2 separate regions of the Callithrix jacchus genome follow, and region 1 is linked to region 2. A link is a contact called in public Hi-C data. All regions are on one chromosome and are shown on one strand. Each heading gives the region's core, a stretch centred on a gene start, on an enhancer-like site or on the middle of the called end of the contact. The rest is flanking DNA. Distances are from core to core; before and after follow the strand shown.

Region 1 (3,334 bases), core at 249-2,748, 260 kb before region 2:
AACGGCCATGTGTCACCTAATTTCATCTGCTGATATGGTTCAGCTCTGCCAGTGAATCAGAAAACCACACACACACAAAACTACTGATATAACCTGTTTCCATCTCTCACAGCCTTGGGGGCACACAAGCTGGGACTCAGTGTCCCCTCTGTGCCTGGGCCTCAGTACCAAGCAATGAGGTGTTTCCCTCTGTGTCCCAGACATGCACACTCTTTGGAAGGTGACACGTTCCCAGCATTTCCATGGCTATTAAAAGCCTTCTCCCTACTGCAGGCGAAATATAGGTAGAAGGAAAGAGAGAGAGAAAGAAATAAAGAAAGAAGGAAGGAAAGAAAGAAAGAGAGAGAAAGAGAAAGAGAGAGAGAAAGAAAGAAATCCTGCTCCTGACCAGTGTGTTGGAAAAGTTTGGGGACACCAGAAAGAACTATGGGGTCTTGAATCATGCATTCCCTTCCTCCCCTTTGCTAAAGTTAGTGAGGGATGAGGGGAAGGGAGGGATGGGTGGTGCTGTGAGTGGTGACACCTGTTCATTAATTGATTGACTCAGCATACTGTTAATTAGCCAGGCATGGTGGCTATGAATTAATAAGCAAATGCCTGTGGTCCTGGCTACTTGGGAGGCTGAGGTGGGAGGATCACTTGAGCCTGGAAAGTCGAGGCTGCAGTGAGCCATGATCACACCACTGCACCCCAGCCTGGGCCACGGAGCAAGACCCTGTCTCAAAAATAAACACATCAATATGAATAAAACCATATTGTGGAGCCCTATGTGAAAGTGCTGCTCTGAGCACAGGGGATATAACGGTGAACACCTTGACAAGGTCCTGAGCCTCTTGAAGTTTATAATCCTGTGGAGGAGACAGTCTATGGTTAAACAAATGTCATAATATCGTGTAAGGTGGCACAATGAAGAGTGAGACACTGGCTAGGGAAGAAACATTTGAGTGGAAGGGAGGAAATGGACATCTGGGGCAAGAGTGTCCTGGGCACAGGGAATAGCATGTGCAAAGGCCCTGAGTTAGGAACGTGCTTGGTGTGGGCAGACACAGCAGGGAGGCCAGTGTGGTTAGAAACAGAGTGGGGGGCTGGCGGGAGGGGAGGTCAGACAGGTAAGTGGGGGGTCAGATCTTGTAGGGGGTCTTGTGGGCTCTGATGAGGATGTGGACATTAAGTGAAGCCAGAAGCCTGGAGGGGCCTTAAGCAGAGGAGTGATGTGGTGGACTTGTGCTATAAAGGGATCTCTCTGGTTGCTGTGTAGAGTAGACAAGGAGGCAGGTAGGAGGCTGCCATGGTTTCCTGGTGACGACTGGAGGAGAGGAAAGGCCTGGGGGTGCTGGCATGTAGGATGGTAGGGCTGTGCCAACCGACTGCAGTGGGTCACCAGCTGAGAAAAATGGGGAATCCCTTTGTGAAGTAGGGCGTAACACCAGCACTTTTGGAGGTGGTGACATCAGGAAGAGGTAGGACCATCTTCCTAGTTACTTGGGCACCTCAGTAGGCTCCTCAGGCCAGGAGATAGACTCTCCATGCCTCATGCTGGTCACCCTGGGCACATGCTTTTCCATCCTCATGGAACGCTCTTCCCCGCCTTCCTCATCTGCTTCACTCTGCTCCTCCTTCAAGGCTCAGTTGAAATATCACTTCCTTCCTGAAATTGGTCAGGTGTCCTGGGTGTATGATTTCTGTATGTTTCTTTTTCATGCCATTTACCACAATTGTCATTACTTAATTAGAATAATTAGGCAGGGCACAGTGGCTCACACCTGTAATCCCAGCAGTTTGGGAGGCAGAGGCAGGCGGATCACTTGAGGTCAGGAGTTCAAGACCAGCCTGGCCAACATAGTGAAACCCCATCTTTACTAAAAATACAAAAATTAGCCAGGCATGGTGGTGTGTGGCTGTAATCCCAGCTACTCAGGAGGCTGAGGTGGGAGAATTGCTTGAACCCAAGAGGCGGAGGTTGCAGTGAGCCAAGATGGTACCACTGCATTCCAGCCTGACAGAGCAAGACTGTTTTTCAATGAATTTAAAAATAAAAATAAAAATAGAATCATGAGTTCCTTGGTGTTTGTTTCCCCTGGTAAACTGTAGGCTCCATGAGGGCAGGCGCTGGGTCTGCTGTCTTCTTCTCCACTTAGTTACTTCCTAGCAGAGTGTCTTACACAAGTGAATGCTCAATTCCTTTTGTTGAACGAATACATCAATAAGCAAATGGAATGGACAGCAGGTGCCAGCGAAGCATCAGGGGAGGCAAACTGATTCCTGAGAGCTGCAAAGGAGCAGGCCTCATTTTAACTTAGAAACCAAGCCAAGACACTCACAAGCAGCACCTGATGGGTGACAAAGACCTTACGTCATAGGAACAAAGTTCTAAGAATAGGATTTCAGGCATCAGTCACGGTATGAAAGAGGTTATTTATTTTTGGAAAGCAGGCAGAAGGGTTCATATGCCCTGGGGGTTGGATTCTCTGGCCACCAGTCATCTCACACAGGTTTGCCTAATCCTGCATTTGCAGTCCTCAGAGGGCACTTGACGTGGCTACGTTAGCATGAGAGCATTTGTTAAACAGACATTCTTAATTATTTGTTGTTGAAGCATTTAAAGCATTTATTAAAGAGACAGGGTCTTGCCTTGTCACCAGGGTTCCTAAATCATAGCTCACTGCAGCCTCAAACTCCTGGACTCAATGGATCCTCCCAACTTAGTCTCCTGAGTAGCTAGGACTATAGGAGTACACCACATACAGCGAATTTTTAAATTTTCTTTTTGTAAAGACAGCGTCTCACTATGTTGCCCAGGCTAGTTTCCAGCCCTGGACTCAATCCACCCACCTTGGCTTCCCAAAGTGCTGGGTGTGAGCAACTGCACCCAGCCCAAAGGGACATCTTTAGAGTGTATCATTTTCAAAAATCTATTACGCTTTCAACCTTTTAAAACATGTTATAAAGTAATGTACATAACATAAATCTTTGTCTGGTTCCTGAACCTCATTGCATGCTTCATCCCTACTCTTTCCAGCTCACCATTGATGACACATTGTGCCAGAGTGGACAGATGGAAATGGCCCAAGTCAGACTCTGCCTCACATGGGGTAGGCTTATTCCTGGCGAGTGTGTTGCCCTCCTGGCTAACCACACTGTGGCGACTACGGGAGCTTCTGCACTCTAATCCAATGCTGATGTCCTGGGCCATGCTCACTACCAGCAGCTGTTTCCTGAGTGTTGGGTGGCTGCTGTGTTGACCGATGAAGAGTTTTTGTCTAGGGGTCTATGAATAGGTTTCAAGATCATGTAAACCCCTGATATCATATCATCCAAATTGATTTATACACAT
Region 2 (3,357 bases), core at 832-3,331:
TTCAAGCGATTCTCCTGCCTCAGCCTCCTGAGTAACTGGGATTATAGGCATGCACCACCATGCCCAGCTAATTTTTGTATTTTTAGTAGTAACAGGGTTTCATCATGTTGGTCAGGCTGGTCTTGAACTCCTGAGCTCATGATCCGCCTCCCTCAGCTTCCCAAAGTGCTGGGATTACAGGCTCTTATTTCTTTAAACAGAAAAACATTGTTGACAGTTAATGTGAGTCTCTGGTGGTGACCTGGGTTCCACTCATGCCTGGAGGTTCCAGGTCCCATAAACTTCCACCCAGCATTGTGTTGTAACTGTACCATTTCCCTTCATGAAATTTGAGAGGTGATATTTTGACATTATTTCATTTTGTTTCATTTCCTCCTGATGGGTGGGCTTAACCTGTTTCTCAATTTAGGCAGAGCAAAAGGGAGAAGTATTTTCAATTGCCATGATAGTCCAAGTAGGCCTTACCCTCAGGCCCCAGAGCATGAGCCCAACATTCTCTCCAATTCTCCTACAGTATTAGGGTATTTTCCAATTCCTCGAAATGCCAGATATAAATAGCTTTTTCCTTAGTTTCCTCCAAAACTCTCCCTTTTGTCTTTCCTTTTGCCCCTTGGCACTTTGATACCTGAACAATGAATTTTGAAATAATACTTTAATCACATTCTATATTCTTGGCTAGGTACAGTGGCTCATGCCTGTAATCCCAACACTTTGGGACATCCCATCTTGAATTTTTTTTAAAAATACATTTTTATGGTGCATTTCTGTTCACTAAATGCATTCATATCCATTCTTCACATTTGTCTGTAAGTCTAAGTTCCACTTGGCCGGGCACAGTGGCTCACGCCTGTAATCCCAGCACTTTAGGAGGCCAAGGTGGGCGATCACCTGAGCTCAGGAGTTCGAGACCACCCTGGGCAACATGGTGAAACTGTCTCTATACAAAAAATTAGCCAGGTGTGATGGCGCTTACCTGTAGTCCCTGCTACTCAGGAGGCTGAGGCACAGAATCACTTGAGCCCAGGAGGCAGAGTTGCAGTCAGCTGAGGTTGCAGTCAGCTGAGATTGCGTCACTGCACTCCAGCCGGGGTTACAGATTGAGACCCTGTCTCAAAACAAAAACAAGAAAGTATAAGTTCTACTGGATGGACCTCACAGCTGCGGTTCAAAGAGGTAAACCCAGGTGCCCTGGGTGTCTGCCTTCAAGCAAACACCACTATCTCCTGGTGCAACAAGAAGGCAGTGTTTACTGACAGACATGATTATTTTTATTGTGGTAAAATATACATAACAAAGCTTACTGTTTGAACCTTTTCAAGTGTATAGTTCAGTGGAATTAAGTACCTTCGCATTGTGGTGCAACTGTCATCACCATCCGTCTCCAGAACTTTTCATCTTCCCAAACTGAAACTTCAGACTCATTAAATACTCACTCCCCACCTTGCCCTCCCCTTGGCCCTGGCAAACACCACGCTGCTTCCTGTCTGCTTGCATTTGTCTACTCGAGGAGGCTCATATGAGTAGAATCAGGAACTATTTTTCCTTCTGCATGACACTTTGGCAGCAGGCTTTCTGGAGGAAGGTGCCAAGATTCTTTCTTCCACTGCATTTGTTTCGGCTAATGCTGCTCCCTGGCCAGAAAGGGTGTCAGTATCCTAAAGGCTCCCACATTCATGGACCTGAGCACCATCCAGGCACAGAGTCGGGCTCTGATATGATGAGCCCTGCAAAGCAGACACTTTCTAACATGTGACACTGAATGTTGTTTGTTCTTCTTGTCTTCTAGGTAATTACTTGAATTGTTATCATCAGAGTAAAAAAATAAAGTAAGAAAACAAAAACTCCCGGAGAAGAATATAAGGTATTTCCATGTTCCACCTCTGAGGTTTCTGAAGCCCTCTCTTTCCTCCATTGGCGTGGTGGGGGGGCAGTTTTTTGTTTTAAAACACTGTGATCCACTTCATCTTTTTCCCAGAAAGCCAACACAGCTGCAAATCTGTTCTGCCCAGAAAGGCTTCTAGCCTTTCCAGAGGGCTCTTTGCCTGTTCAATGGCCACTTCCGTCCCTCTCAGGCCGGCTTCTCCCAGCCCACTGGCCCCTGGGCTGCCTGCCCAGCTCCTGAGAAAAGGCGCTGCTCCCTGGAAGTGGACGAGCCTTCTCTGTGGGTTTCTGTAACTTGGAGAAGCACAGGCTCCCCTGGGGCACCCCTGCTCCTCCTCCCCTTCTTGGGCTTCCCCCCAGAAAGCTGGCTCTGCTGCCTGCTGGTAAACGGACTGGCTGTCACCCTGGCAACAGCCTGGCCTGCAGCCGGATGACGCCAGGCCTGACTCCCCTTCCCAACCTCACCCAAGTCTGTTTGCGCTCCAGTTGCTTTTGTTAGGCTTTGTTTTCCTTGTCAGTTTGAAGCAATTCCCTTGCTGATTGGCTGCAGGGGCTGAGATGTGAATCCCTGGGAAGCCAAGAATCCTGCTCTCTGCCTGAGCGGGATTTCCTGGCACGTTCGGGTATTTCCCCATCACAGTAACAAGGTCTAGAGGATCCCTGTTTGATGAACACATACTTTCCCTTCAGGCAAGGCAGAGCCAATAGAAAGACTGGGCATCAGGGCCAGGCGCGGTGGCTCACACCTGTAATCCCAGTACTTTGGGAGGCCAAGGTGGGCGGATCAACTGAGGTCAGGAGTTTGAGACCAGCCTGGCCAACATGATGAAATCATGTCTCTACTAAAAATACAAAAAATTAGCTGGGTGTGGTGGCAGGCACCTGTAGTCCCAGCTACTTGGGAGGCTGAGGAGAAGAATCACTTGAACCCAGGAGGCAGAAGTTGCAGTGAGCCAAAATTGAGCAACTGCACTCCAGCCTGGGCAACCAGAGTGAAGCTCTGTCTCAAAAAACAAAGAAAGAAAGACTGAGCATCAGATAATCTGCTAAATGCCCCAATCTGCACATTCAACTTCCATCAAGAACCCTATCACTAAGCCGGGCACGGTGGCTCAAGCCTGTAATCCCAGCACTTTGGGAGGCCGAGGAGGGTGGATCACAAGGTCAAGAGATCAAGACCATCCTGGTCAACATGGTGAAACCCGTCTCTACTAAAAATATAAAAAATCAGCTGGGCACGGTGGCGCGTGCCTGTAATCCCAGCTACTCAGGAGGCTGAGGCAGGAGAATTGCCTGAACCCAGGAGGCAGAGGTTGCGGTGAGCCGAGATCGCACCATTGCACTCCAGCCTGGGTAACAAGAGCGAAACTCCGTCTCAAAAAAAAAAAAAGAACCCTATCACTAAACTAAGTTGGCTTCCAGAATGCCGCACTTGCGACTAAAGGCCAGCCTGTTACTTGGTAAAACGCAAGAAGC

Evidence for each region. A called contact is a pair of places that touch in the nucleus more often than the background predicts.
Region 1: a contact with region 2 is called in a Hi-C map of skeletal muscle, with 6 times the contacts expected there. The contact joins two enhancer-like sites. A contact is called at or near these places in 3 of 3 Hi-C or Micro-C datasets (induced pluripotent stem cells and skeletal muscle).

Annotation. Positions count from the first base shown.
Region 1 is chr8:110,491,750-110,495,083 of calJac240_pri, reverse strand. All of the region lies in intron 1 of LOC128928843, which reads left to right. Among named protein-coding and RNA genes, the nearest start is that of FLVCR2, 13 kb to the left of the region's middle. Within about 2 kb of position 1,498, at least 1 of the 16 cell types and tissues checked has an H3K27ac peak or open chromatin away from gene starts, as enhancers often do. A contact at or near this core is called in skeletal muscle, where this site is marked.
Region 2 is chr8:110,229,590-110,232,946 of calJac240_pri, reverse strand. No RefSeq gene overlaps it. Among named protein-coding and RNA genes, the nearest start is that of FOS, 36 kb to the right of the region's middle. Within about 2 kb of position 2,081, at least 5 of the 16 cell types and tissues checked have an H3K27ac peak or open chromatin away from gene starts, as enhancers often do. A contact at or near this core is called in skeletal muscle, where this site is marked.